Linked DNA regions of Mus musculus: region 1 is linked to region 2. Evidence: chromatin contacts called from public HiChIP or PLAC-seq data. All regions are on one chromosome and are shown on one strand. The core of a region is the stretch at or near the end of the contact, and the rest is flanking DNA. Distances in the headings are between cores, read along the strand shown. Region 1 has its middle 20 kb from the start of Gm41402. Region 2 overlaps Slc4a8 (solute carrier family 4 (anion exchanger), member 8).

Region 1 (2,955 bases), core at 370-2,869, 290 kb before region 2:
TTTAATCCCAGCACTTGGGAGGCAGAGGCAGGCGGATATCTGAGTTCGAGGCCAGCCAGGGCTACACAGAGAAACCCTGTCTCGAAAAACCAAAAAAAAAAAGAAAGAAAGAAAGAAAGAAAGAAAAGGTGAAAAGGTGTGCAAACTATTTGTCACTGAGAAAAGCTGGTTGCAGAAGTGTACAGTCAGTCTCTCTACACATATGTATGTTCACAAGCATGGACACACACATACACACCCACATGTTTGGCAGCTACAAAAAATGACCATAGTTTACTTTTGGGTAATGGGATTAAAGGTGTTTGAATTTTAATTTTTAACTTTTGTGTTTATTAACATCTCCTGATTTTTATGAGACTTTTAAAATTACTTGTGCAACCAAACTGTGTGTGTGTGTGTGTGGATGTGTGTGTGTTGATGCATGATGCATGAAGGCTAGCCTGGACTGCTGAGTGAGTTTCAAGTCAACCTAGGCTAAGCAGAGCAGCAGATAGGGAACTTTGAGTCTGATAATGGTGGCCACTCAGCTCTTTCCAAAGTGCTTCTACACACCGTTTTGTTTGAACACCAGCACCAGGTAAGGGGACTGCAACCTTTACTGCACCCCAAGTCTTGGTCATTACACCATAGCTGCACTTCTACTGCTTCCTTGAGACACTCTTTGTAGACTGATTATGTTTGTACATAAGACTGACGTGAATTTGTAGTGATCCTCCTGCCTCTGCCTCTGCCTCTGCCTCTGCCTCTGCCTCTGCCTCTGCCTCCTCTGCCTCTGCCTCCTCTGCCTCTGCCTCCTCTGCCTCTGCCTCCTCTGCCTCTGCCTCCTCTGCCTCTGCCTCCTCTGCCTCTGCCTCCTCTGCCTCTGCCTCCTCTGCCTCTGCCTCCTCTGCCTCTGCCTCTGCCGTATTGAGGTTATAGTCATGCACAGATCTGACTTCTTGTACTGTCTGCCTCTTCCCCTCTTGCTGCATCCTCTTCTCTGGCCGGACCCGTAGGTGCTCTCTACTAGAATCTGGAGTCTTTTGAGGCCCATCTTGGTGAGTCCACTCTGTTCTTTATTTATTTTCCCAAGACCCTCTCTCTTATTTTTTTTGCAACAGGGTCTCACTATGCTGCTCAGGTTGGTCTCAAGCTCTAGGACTTAAGCAATCCTCCTGCCTCTGTCTCTGGAGTAGCTGGGGTTACAGACACACACTACCTATTTAGGCTCTTCTCTGTTACCCTTCAATATTTTGCAAAGGCTTCTGGGAAATGACTGACAGCTGAAGTTGACTCAGGATCAGCTGTTTTCTTGTCGTTGTACTTTGAAGCTGATTCAGGATCAGCTGTTTTCTTGGTGTTGTACTATTGTAGATGAGAGCGGGGCTAGAGCTGGTCCAAGTGAGCAACGTATGCAGGGCCTGGAGGGCTCTGTTGTGGCCCAGGGAGCACATTGGCACTACGACACCACAGTCCCACGGTCCCATGGCACCACAGCACCTCAGAACCACAGTACCATGGCACCACAGCTCTGGTAGGGTTGGGTTCAACCTCTTGGGCTTTGCTAAGCCCCTCCCCTCTGAGGCTGGAGGAGGGAGCAGAGGGCCGGGTTAGAAGGGAGGAGGCTGAGCAGGAGGCACAATCCACTACATTACTAGTTGACTTAAGTACAACCAGATGTACTGAGACTTTCCGATCAGGCCCAGCCCCAGAGGGCAAAGCAGGGGCAAGGGACCTTCCATGCAAACTGGTTTTCTAATTCCCCACCCTGTCCTGGGTTTGTAAACTTTGTAAGAGAGGAGAGACTTCCTGTAGGTCTCCAGGGACTGGCCTGTTAAGAGGGTGTGGGTCCTGCAGGGGTGGGTCCTGCCTTTGAATGGACAAGGGTGGGGGTGGGGTGGGGGCAGGGGGTGGACGGCGTGGGGGATGGGAGGTAGGGGTGGGGGAGTGAGTGAGAGGGACGCTCATGAAAGCAGAGATCTGGCTCAGTGTGTAGAACCTTCCAGAGAAAAGACCTTAGAGGAGGACTGGTTTGGAGTTACTGACCCAATCGCAGGATCCCACAAGCTCAGCTGAGTTGGGTTCTGAAGGTTGAATAGGAGTAGGGAAATGAGATTCTCGGCTCAGATTTGGAAGTATTCAAATAGCGTGGATGCGACTGAGTTCTGTGGGACTAGAGATAAAAAGTGGGGTCAATTCAAGTGGCTGGTGCAAAGGCTGTGCTGTAGGATGGGGGTGGGGGACCTCTGTTTACATAGCAACAGCTGTACTCAAGTAAATTGAGGATTCTGAGTGTGGGGTGCTGGAGTCCCTCTGAGTTAGGCATGTGGAGGTGAAATAGGGACACCTCTCCAATGGCCCAACCTAGAGGCTATAGGAAAGTAGAGTGCATTTTCTAATTCCCAGATATTCCCAGAAACTCTCAGGCTGGCTGAGGGGGTGCTGGCCCCCACCCAGCCTGAAGCAGGAGTGTGTGTTGGGGTGGGGAGAGCACTGGTGAAAGTTTAAAAACAGCAGTGGGGTAAGGCATGGGTGGGAGGGTCTGGGATGGCGGGTGGGTCACGGGTAGGAGAGTTTTGGCAATGGAGGAGACTTTGCCAGCTGGGCCTTGATGGCTGAACCTCAAATCCCAAAAGGCTGGCACTTAGATTTGTAGCCAGGGCAGCCTGAGACCAGCCAGTGGCAAGTTCCGACTGCGGCTGGTGGGGTGTGGTGTCCTCTGGGCATATTCCCTGTCCTTTGGGGCAGGACATGCTTCCTTCCTTTCCTGCCCATGGTGACTCCTAAGGGGCCAGCAGAAGAGCACTGAGAAAGGGAACTCCCGCCCGCCCTTTCCTCTTCCTCCTTTCCATTTCTTTCTGCTTCCTCTGTCCACCCATGCTTCCCTGGGGCCCTTTATTTCTTTCCTTGCCCCACCTGCTCCTGGATTCTCTGGGTCTGGCTCCTTCTGCCGCCCTGAGTCCTGCTCCCTCCCTC
Region 2 (3,025 bases), core at 501-3,000:
TAATTTTTTAGAGGCAGAGTGGGGACTTTGAGGCTTTGGAGCCAACGGTCCAGCAGGAGAGACGACGATAACAACGTTGAATGATGTGGACTGTGATGGGAAGCTAAAGATCTCTACAGTACAAGTGCCCAGCGTCAGCCACAGAGAATATCAGAAGGCTTTCCGAAGGACACAGCATCAAAGCAGAGACAAAGAGTAAGAAGAACGCCAGGAGACAAGGAAGGAGAGAGGTGCTGAGTTTACATCAGAGGGAACATCTAGAAAGGACCGGGAACAGACAGAACTTAGCAAATAGTTCAAAAAAGTAGAATGAATATGATATTGGACACATTCATGTTAATGTACAGTAGATGGTCTCGTGTGAACGTCAACCATGGTCAATAAACTTCTACCCAGGATGTTAGAGACAGAGGACGCCTCTTTCCTTAGCTGTGTCTGCCGGTGCGTGGCACCCAGGACGCAATGTCCCAGAACTTACCGCCCAGTCCGCTCCAGTTCTGGCCCACTGTGCCCCCCATGTGGCTCTGGTTCTATGTGGCAAACGTTTCCGTTTGGAACACCGGGCATTTTCCTTTTTTCCTTTTGACAAAAGGAAATAAAATGAGTCCAGTCAGCCCCTCTTTGTCCTTGGTGGCAACAGGATAACACAAAAGCCAGAACAACATTAAAATGTTTGTGATTTCCAAATAGATTTGTGGATTTGACACAGGTGACTTCGGGGGGGGGGGGGAGAGATGTATGTATTTATATAAACCAAACGACTCCCCCAACAGAATCTGACCTAAATTGCAGTTTCCAGTGTGCTTCGATGTAACCTCCTTTAAAATCTTGCCCTAGAAGGTCAGTTAATTCTCCTGTAAACTAGAGGTCAGAGCGCCCGGGGGAGGGGAGCGCCTCGGAAGAGCAAATTCCCGTGGGTAAAATGCCCAGCCTCAGCCTAGCACACACAGGAGCTCTGGTCCAGTCCAGTCTGACAGGGAACCATCTGACCCTCCCCCTCCCCCTCTGTCCTCCCCAGCACACCTGAGCGGGCCTATGCTACTGTGGCTTAGCTTGTTGCTCCTATTCTGACTTTCAGGAGCCCCCCGACAGCAGCCACCACTATCTTACATGCATTCATTACCTGGGAAGGGACATTCTTGGGTGGCTCAATTCTAATAGATGGGTCCCACTCCCCTGGCGGAAGCACCGTCACCTGGTCCAGGAACTCGTCAATCCCTGCCAGGAGGTCATCGCGTTCCTTTGCTTTATATGCCACATCATGAAAAATCTAGAGAGAGGAAAGAACTTAGGAAGTCTCAGAATTCCTTCACCTCCAACGGGCACGCGTGCGCGCGCGCGCGCACACACACACACACACACACACACACTCCAATGAGCAGGGACACAGCCTCTCAGTTTTTATCCCTGCCGTGGGTATCTAAGAGATAAAACTTGGCGCTTATCGAAGTACGTGGAGTTTTCAGAGGAACCCAAGCTCGGTGTGCAGGTGTACACCTGTAAAGCCACCCGCTCCAGAGGCTAGGGGAGGGGGACTGCCAAGCTGAGGGCCAACCTGGGCTAGAGAGTGAGACAATCTCCACTGGAGAGGCAAGATTCACAGAGATTCTGGGAGTGTGTTTGAATCTAGAAGGGCTCCCTAGTGAACACTTCTGTGAAAGAATCAAAGATCAAACAGCCCACGCTTGCCTGTGCCCACTGAGACGTGCACCAGGGAAACTCTACAGCACAGAGCAACGGTGTGGGACAGCAAGCCACAGCTTACACGTGACATGTAAGGGCATGTCCTGACCCTACGCAGACTCGTCTTGTTTCCATGGAATAGAAGTATTTCCTTATGCAAATGACATCAATGTATTTAATTAGCCATAGTCTCAGGAAGGTTAACTCAGGTTTCACAAGTGACATTAAACACAAAGTCTACACATTCTACTTTGATTTTCTGCATCTTTAATTCCTTGAAAAGGGGAGAGTTAAGTGGCCATAGTGCTAAATGCTTACAATCCCAGCACTGGGTGTTCGAGGCCAGCCTGGGCTACACAGTAAGAAGCTGGAAAGCAAAGAGATAGAACAGCAAGAAAGACCTCCCGGGGGCTTGCCTCACTCTTCATTGGCTCTCAGAAACGGTCCTTGAACTGCTCCCAGCAGACACTGTGACAACCATCATTTTATCCCAACAACGCATTCAGTTTCTGGGAGAGAGTGAGCACTCAGCATTTACGAGAGAATGAGGAGGGCAGCGGCGGCATGTACCTCGTCCGTCATGATGGTGGCCATGGACCTGCCAATCTCATGGTACTGCTGCCCTTTTCCCACTGGGCCCAGTAAGATAAACAAAAACCTGCCAGAACACACAAAGAAGGAGCTCTGTAAGCAAGGACAGAGGCTGGCGTTTTACCTTCTCCAAACAGCAAAGCTCTTTCCCTGCTAACACACTGTCCCTGTGCCTTCAAGGAAAGAACTACCCTGTAGCTAGATGTCACCTTGTTATGGCCAAACACCATTTGGAGCTATTTATGAGACATTATTCAATAACTGGCTACATTTCTTAGAGTTACCATAGACACGATTTCTAGCTACCGGAAGGATGTCTTTTCAAAACACGGCGTTGTGTAAATCCAGGGTTACATCTAGGTCCCATTCATTGTTCTAATAAGAAAATAGGGAAGAGCAGGGTGAGGAAGCTGAGGAGCGCCCTGGAAGGAGCATCTGAACGCTACAGTTACTGAGCTCCGAATTACCACGCCACCACCTATGGCCAAGTCCCACCAGCGCTATGGAAAGACACCAGTACCTCTGCCCAGAGCCGGTTCCCTGGAGACTGCTCTCTGACTAGGAGAGAGCCTGAGGCCTCCCGTGTCACTTGCCCGCCTGCTCCCACAGCTCCGAGGAATCCTGACGCGTCTCTCCATGCAGCTGACCCTAACTTTAGGGATAACTACTTTCCAGCGCCAGCACTCACACAAGTCTGCTTTGAGTAGGCTGCCCTCAGCCTATCCCCACGTTACCTCGTTGGGATGGGCAC

The links. HiChIP or PLAC-seq counts read pairs in DNA pulled down with a chosen protein or histone mark.
Region 1: an H3K4me3 HiChIP or PLAC-seq map of embryonic stem cells shows a contact between it and region 2, with 27 read pairs. The contact joins two enhancer-like sites. A contact is called at or near these places in 1 of 484 Hi-C or Micro-C datasets (bone marrow-derived macrophages) and 2 of 115 datasets of contacts at active chromatin or transcription factors (both in embryonic stem cells).

What each region holds. Positions count from the first base shown.
Region 1 is chr15:101,081,110-101,084,064 of GRCm38.p6, reverse strand. No RefSeq gene overlaps it. Among named protein-coding and RNA genes, the nearest start is that of Gm41402, 20 kb to the left of the region's middle. Within about 2 kb of position 1,619, at least 26 of the 459 cell types and tissues checked have an H3K27ac peak or open chromatin away from gene starts, as enhancers often do. A contact at or near this core is called in embryonic stem cells, where this site is marked.
Region 2 is chr15:100,789,151-100,792,175 of GRCm38.p6, reverse strand. Slc4a8 (solute carrier family 4 (anion exchanger), member 8) reads right to left here. Exons shown (of 25, transcript NM_021530.2): 8 at 3,009-3,025; 9 at 2,254-2,341; 10 at 1,124-1,270; 11 at 479-579. Among named protein-coding and RNA genes, the nearest start is that of Gm52175, 25 kb to the right of the region's middle. Within about 2 kb of position 1,750, at least 6 of the 459 cell types and tissues checked have an H3K27ac peak or open chromatin away from gene starts, as enhancers often do. A contact at or near this core is called in embryonic stem cells, where this site is marked.